2 separate regions of the Mus musculus genome follow, and region 2 is linked to region 1. A link is a contact called in public Hi-C data. All regions are on one chromosome and are shown on one strand. The core of a region is the stretch at or near the end of the contact, and the rest is flanking DNA. Distances in the headings are between cores, read along the strand shown. Region 1 holds the start of Scg2 (secretogranin II). Region 2 holds the start of Mrpl44 (mitochondrial ribosomal protein L44).

Region 1 (3,090 bases), core at 369-2,868:
TATAGAAACTTCCTTTGCTTACATACATAGGCTGATTAAGATTACCACCAAGTAGGCTATTTAAGCATACACAGAACATTTCCAAAATAAACAAATGCTTTCTTCAAGAAACTGTACCCATAAACTTGTGAGTGATATAATGAAGTTTAAATAAAAAGGGTTCTATATGTATATAATATATTTCATATTACTTCAGGATTGATTTAGCTTTGGCAATCAGCTTTCACTACTGTCATGTTAAATGTTATCTTGAAAGCCATATTGAGTGCATTTGCTTTAAGATCATTATCTTGACATACTCTTAACACATCTTAGCATATGGATTACGTGATTATCTGAGAACCCACTACTTTGAAGGGAGGTTTTTCTGTAGAATTAGAGAAAGAATGCACATTGCAGTTTGAACCACAGCCTAACATGCATGGCCGACTCGTCGCTGACTCTGGTTTACTTTAGATGACACCGTTATTGCTTCTAACACTCAAAGGACTTCATTTCTCTAGGAGCTGCTCTTGCAAGCAGTGAAGATGGCTTTAATAGTTCTAACACCTTACACAGTGTTTGATTTAAAATTTAATTTTCTGAAGTCTAAATGGTAGGAACATTGTGTCTCCTCAGACAGCTATTATTGATGCCCCTTACAGTAAAAAACATCTTTCCTATGAAATCAGCTGGAACATTGACACTGAACCATCAACACATGTGAGTAAATCTGATTCAAACAACCCACCTAGTTAGGATAAACAAAAATAAATTTGCTTCAATCAACCTCTTCAGCAAGTAACATATCAGCTTTTCCAACCAACGCATAAAAATTACAATCACAGTCCATACCGATCTATATATTTTCTTCCCTGGATTCAAAGTTATCATTTCTCTGTGATTCCTAGTAACATGAACCTTTCCCACAAAGTGATAGTTCATCTTTGAAAAGGGGAAAATGTCAATGTTCAAAATTATTCTAAGCTGCTTTCTCAAGACTAAAATTAGCACATAATAACATAAGCCCTTCTGGAATATACCAGTTCATAAAATAATTAATAATTAATTCAGAGTTCCCTTAAGGTGAATATCAAAGAAAGAAAACAAATCTAAATTTTTTGCCTCTGTGACTCATATGATTGATGACATTTGAATCCTTTTAAACTGTCTGTTAAGATTATTAAGCATATAAAATTATATTTTTGGTTCTATATCTGACTCTTGGGAGAAAAAGAACACATTAGAGAAAGAATCAAAACATAAGGTTTGGTTAACTTTACATTAATCGGCATGTTGACGTTAAAATTCTCAACTTTTCTGCTCTCCTTGCATACAGTTTTACTCAGTAACATTATAGTTAATGCATATTCTCTGACAAGTCCTGTAAATCACAGAGCCCCTCATTTCGGCACACACGTATAGAGTATCCTTGCCTAAAAAGCAGCAGGTTGTCCGGTTATTCTATCAATATAAGCTTGCCAACGGTCTTTTTCCTCTCATCTGGGAAAACAGGGAGGGACACTCAAATGAGAACTTTCCAGTAAATAGAAGAGAAAGCAGTCTTACCTCTGTCTTATATTATGTGGAAGGCTCCAAGCATGCTCCTCTCTGCCGCTGAGTGAGGGCTCGGGCCGTTTCAGCACCGGACAGCTCCTCGGCTTATAGAGAGCCTGGGCGCCTGACTCCGCATTCCACGCTGACGTCACCGGCTCAGCCTCAAACCCCAGCGCAGGCGAGCTTTTTCAAAGAATCCGAGAGAAAACAATCACTTTAGATATTTTTTTAAAGCGTTGCATGCTTACGCCACCTGTCTTATGTAGCAAAAACTACAGCTTCTTCCCCCTTCTTTTATCTCTGAGGCTCGAAATAAAATGTTCAGCACAAATTCCCTTAGAAAGGAAGAAATCTGTCAGATAGACATGACTAATTGCAAGGACATCTCTGCGTTTTCACGCCTTGTTTAGAAAGGTTTCTTGGGCTTGCTGCCATGTCATAAGAATTTTACAGATAATGACTATCTTTTTATTTGTGCCTATAAAGAAATACGTTCTCATTTCCTGGTGCAGCCACAATTGAACAGAACATTGCAAATATGATAGATCGTATTTCATATCATGACTCCAGGCAGAACTGTTTTAAAACTGTTTAGTTTGAGCAAAAAAGGTGAGATGCTTAATTTTTTTTTTAATGAGAATCAACTCCAATTCTTTCAGCACAGTGTTCAAAATGAGAGTTCACAGACGCTCAAGTTGTTGATACTTCTATATGAGGCCATTCAAATCTTCAGCAAAATCAGGTGTTGCAAGAGATAGCTAAGAAACTGTGCTCCAAAAAACATACTGCCTACCAGGAAGGGAGGGATTACTGCTAGAAGAGAGAGAGTGGGGGTGGAAGGGGGAGAGAGAGGGAGAGAGATTGAGAGATTTTCATATGCCTAGAGCCCTCTTGGCATCAAGAGAACATAGTACCACAGAAATACTTCTAGGTTTTGGTTGAGTAAGTTGAGGTGACTAACTTCAATGAATGAGAACCATCCAAGGAACAATGTCAGAGTTAACCCACCGCTTCTTGGATTTATAATTCATAACCATGGCTGTACTTTGCCGTGGAACTTGATTAGGTACCTTAATAATTTATACAGGTCTAAATTTTTAACTTTATTTTATTAAAGATGTGAGTCCTCTAACCCTGTATATACTGAAATATATTTCTGAGAACTGAGAGAATCTTGTTGTATGAGGTCCTCTAAAAGTCTCTGCTGACTGAACAATCACATTCCAATTTTATCTACCCACCAACTGAGTTATGATGCTTATGAGGTGCCAGATAGTTTGTGAACTACTGGGAAAAGAAAAAAATGAATATAGTTTTCTGGCTTTAAGAAGGCTTTAATCAATGGGGATGAAAGATAGATTATTTTAATATACATTGGAAAGCACTAAAGAGAAGGCTATTCAGAAGGCTTTGAAAGTTTTGTGGCATTTGCAAAACTCAAGAAGAAGGAAGAAGAAGGAAGTGTGGATACTTTGCTCCTTCTTAGAATGGGAAACAAAGTACCCATGGAAGGAGTTACAGAGACAAAGTTTGGAGCTAAGACGGAAGGAAAGA
Region 2 (3,090 bases), core at 372-2,871, 340 kb after region 1:
AACTTTATTAAGCTTGAGATTACTGTTAATCCCACAGATGTGAGGAAAAAGACCCCTAGCTCAAATCATGATGGCCAAATTAATTAAAGAAAGCAATTGATTAAAACAAACCTCTAAAGTTTGTGTACATTGGCTGTCTCTCAATACAGGTGGGGTTCAAGAGATCCTCATTAGATCTAGGGAAGATAAGGTTTTTTTGTCGTCCAAGAGTAGGGGGTTTCCAAATGGAGGATTTGACAGGCAAATAGGCAGAGTTACAGAAGCAGAAAACGAGCATAAGAAGTTGGTAAAACACATGAAACTGAAGAAGAACGAAGACCAAAGTGTGGACACTTTGCGCCTTCTTAGAATTGGAAACAATCACCCATGGAAGGAGTTACAGAGACAAAGTTTGGAGCTGAGACAAAAGGATGGACCATCTAGAGACTGCCATATCCAGGGATCCATCCCATAATTAGCCTCCAAACGATGACACCATTGCATACACTAGCAAGCGTTTACTGAAAGGACCCTGATATAGCTGTCCCTTGTGAGACTAGGCCGGGGCCTAGCAAACACAGAAGTGGATGCTCACAGTCAGCTATTGGATGGATCACAGGGCCTCCAATGGAGGAGCTAGAGAAAGTATCCAAGGAGCTAAAGAGATCTGCAACCCTATCAGAGGAACAACATTATGAACTAACCAGTACCCCAGAGCTCTTGACTCTAGCTGCATATGCATCAAAAGATGACCTAGTCGGCCATCACTGGAAAGCGAGGCCCATTGGTCAGGCAAACGTTATATGCCCCAGTACAGGGGAACGCCAGGGCCAAAAAATGGGAATGGGTGGGTAGGGGAGTGGGGGGGGGGAGGGAGTGGGGGGACTTTTGGGATAGCATTGTAAATGTAATTGAAGAAAATACATAATAATAATAAAAAAAGAGAAAAAAAATGAACAAGCTGTTTGTGAAAGCAGGCACAAAGACCCTGGAGTCTAACTGGGTGAGTGCAGGGGAATTGTTTCCCTTGTATAAGAACCATACAGGTGCCTCTCAAGGAAAAGATGTTCACCATAAAAACTATGGGAAAAGAAGCAGAGACACTTCCATTTCTGACTTCAGGTCTTTTACTCATATTTTGTTAGGAAAGCTTCAAACGTTGATACAGATTTTTAAAAAAAAAACTTGTAATTTCACTGTTAATATTTTTATGTACCCCTCCTGGTCCCGAGTCTTCCCCTGTGGGAGGGGGGTAGGGTGGGAGGAAAGTAGTTGTTTTAAAATACAAACTTTAATTTTGGTTAAGTTAAACACACTTCTGAACGTGCTTTTGTAAGCGAGACTTTTTGGAAACGGTTGGGTGAAGCCTTAAACTTTGAAAACATTTCCTCAGTAGTGGCTGGAATGATGGTCTGCAACTTTTAAGACTGAATGTAAACAAGAAATGTTTTTCTTGTGAAAATTTAAGTGTTTTATTTAGAACTTTAAAAACTAGTTTTTGTTCTGCTTTAATGAGAAATAAACACAAGCGAGACTGATAGGGTCAAGCAACTGTTTCTCAACAATTTCTGCACCCATACTTACAGAATGGGCAGAAAGAAGCACTTGCGCACGCGCAGTACACTAGCCATGCTCCCTCTTCGGTGTCCTCCAGCGTTCAGGCCTCTCTCTGCTGCTGCACCAGTTTCCGGGGAACCGCGTTCGGGCTACACCGCTCCGGCTGTCTTCCTTCCGCCTCCTATTGCCTTGTTCTTGCCATGGCTTCTGCTGTATTCCGGTTGCTGCAGCAGGGCCCTCGCCGCCTATTGGCTCCGGCCGTCCCCACGCTGGCTCCTCCGGTTCGGGGAGTGAAGAAGGGATTCCGTGCCGCCTTCCGCTTCCAGAAAGAGCTGGAGCGATGGCGCCTGCTACGCTGCCCGCCGCCGCCAGTGCGACGGTAGGCGTCTCGGGAGGGTGGAGAGGCTAAGGTGGCGGCGAGGACACCAGGCTGCAGGCAACTGCGGTGGGCACGTTCCTGCAGGCAGCATGGGGCAGAGGAACTGGGCGACAGGGGCTGGGCTGTCCCCTGCAGAATCTCACTAGCTGAATATAAGCAAATGGGGTCGACCAGAGGGTAACTGCTTGGGATTGGGATTGACCCAATTTTGTCACTTCCTAATCTCAGGCCAATTGGGTATTTTAAAGAGGAATAGGGTCATCAATTCTACCATATTGCGTACCAGGGTAGAAACATTTAATTCTGTGTGTAACAGAATTTCATGTCCACTGCCTGGAGTGAGGATAAAAGTTTAGGTTTTTTATCTAATTAATCTTCTTGCCTGGGGGCGGGGGGGGGGGTTGTCGGACAAATCAAAACAGCCAACAACAACAACAACCTCAACAAAAACCCCACAGATTTTTCTAAAGTGCATCATGCTTATATACGATCCTGCATCATGCACTTTCTGTATACTCTGTCTTAGTGGGCAAAAGTACACGAAGATCAACTTCATTCTTACAGTTTCTTTGGCATTTGACTTCCGTTAGATTGTTAGAACACCAAAGAAGCAGGAACTGTCTCTAGTTAGCTAGTTATTCCTGAGCTGAGACTTTGATTACTATTTTAATATTGCCCTCCAGGAGAATATTAATCCCCTTTACACTAACACCAGTGAGAATACACCTTCTATTGCACAATTATTGTGGTTTAATAAGCAAGACTCAGAATCATGTCTTAATTTACATTCCCTTGCCCAATAGACAGGTGGGTATTTTAAGATTAATGAGTTAAAATTGGAAAAAACTATAGAAAACAAATTTAGATTTATGATTTTAAACTTAGATCTATTTTTCTTCTCTCTTTTAACTTTAAAGGATTTTATTGTGGCATTATTTTTCTCTAGGAAAAGACATTTAATTTTCTCTAGGAAAAGGCATTTAATTCTTGGAATTGTGTGTCTGTACAGTGTACCTGCACACACCAGGCCATTGTGTCAATTACCACTACCACTGAATTAGAACAGCCTCAACCCTCGCCTGTGGTTATGAAATTTTGACACACTCATAAGACTGATATTAACTTATGTAACTGGAAATTCAAGTGGACATTTCTGAGCTTTAAATAAATATATA

What was found. A called contact is a pair of places that touch in the nucleus more often than the background predicts.
Region 2: a contact with region 1 is called in a Hi-C map of the HPC-7 cell line, with 2.7 times the contacts expected there. The contact joins the promoter of Mrpl44 here to the promoter of Scg2 in region 1. A contact is called at or near these places in 7 of 39 promoter capture datasets (the HPC-7 cell line, embryonic stem cells, hippocampal neurons and 3 more) and 2 of 484 Hi-C or Micro-C datasets (the HPC-7 cell line and the N1E-115 cell line).

Annotation. Positions count from the first base shown.
Region 1 is chr1:79,438,408-79,441,497 of GRCm38.p6, forward strand. Scg2 (secretogranin II) reads right to left here and starts at 1,619. Exons shown (of 2, transcript NM_009129.3): 1 at 1,549-1,619.
Region 2 is chr1:79,774,397-79,777,486 of GRCm38.p6, forward strand. Mrpl44 (mitochondrial ribosomal protein L44) reads left to right here and starts at 1,622. Exons shown (of 4, transcript NM_001081210.1): 1 at 1,622-1,915. The coding sequence starts at 1,737. It also overlaps a transcript of Wdfy1 not described here.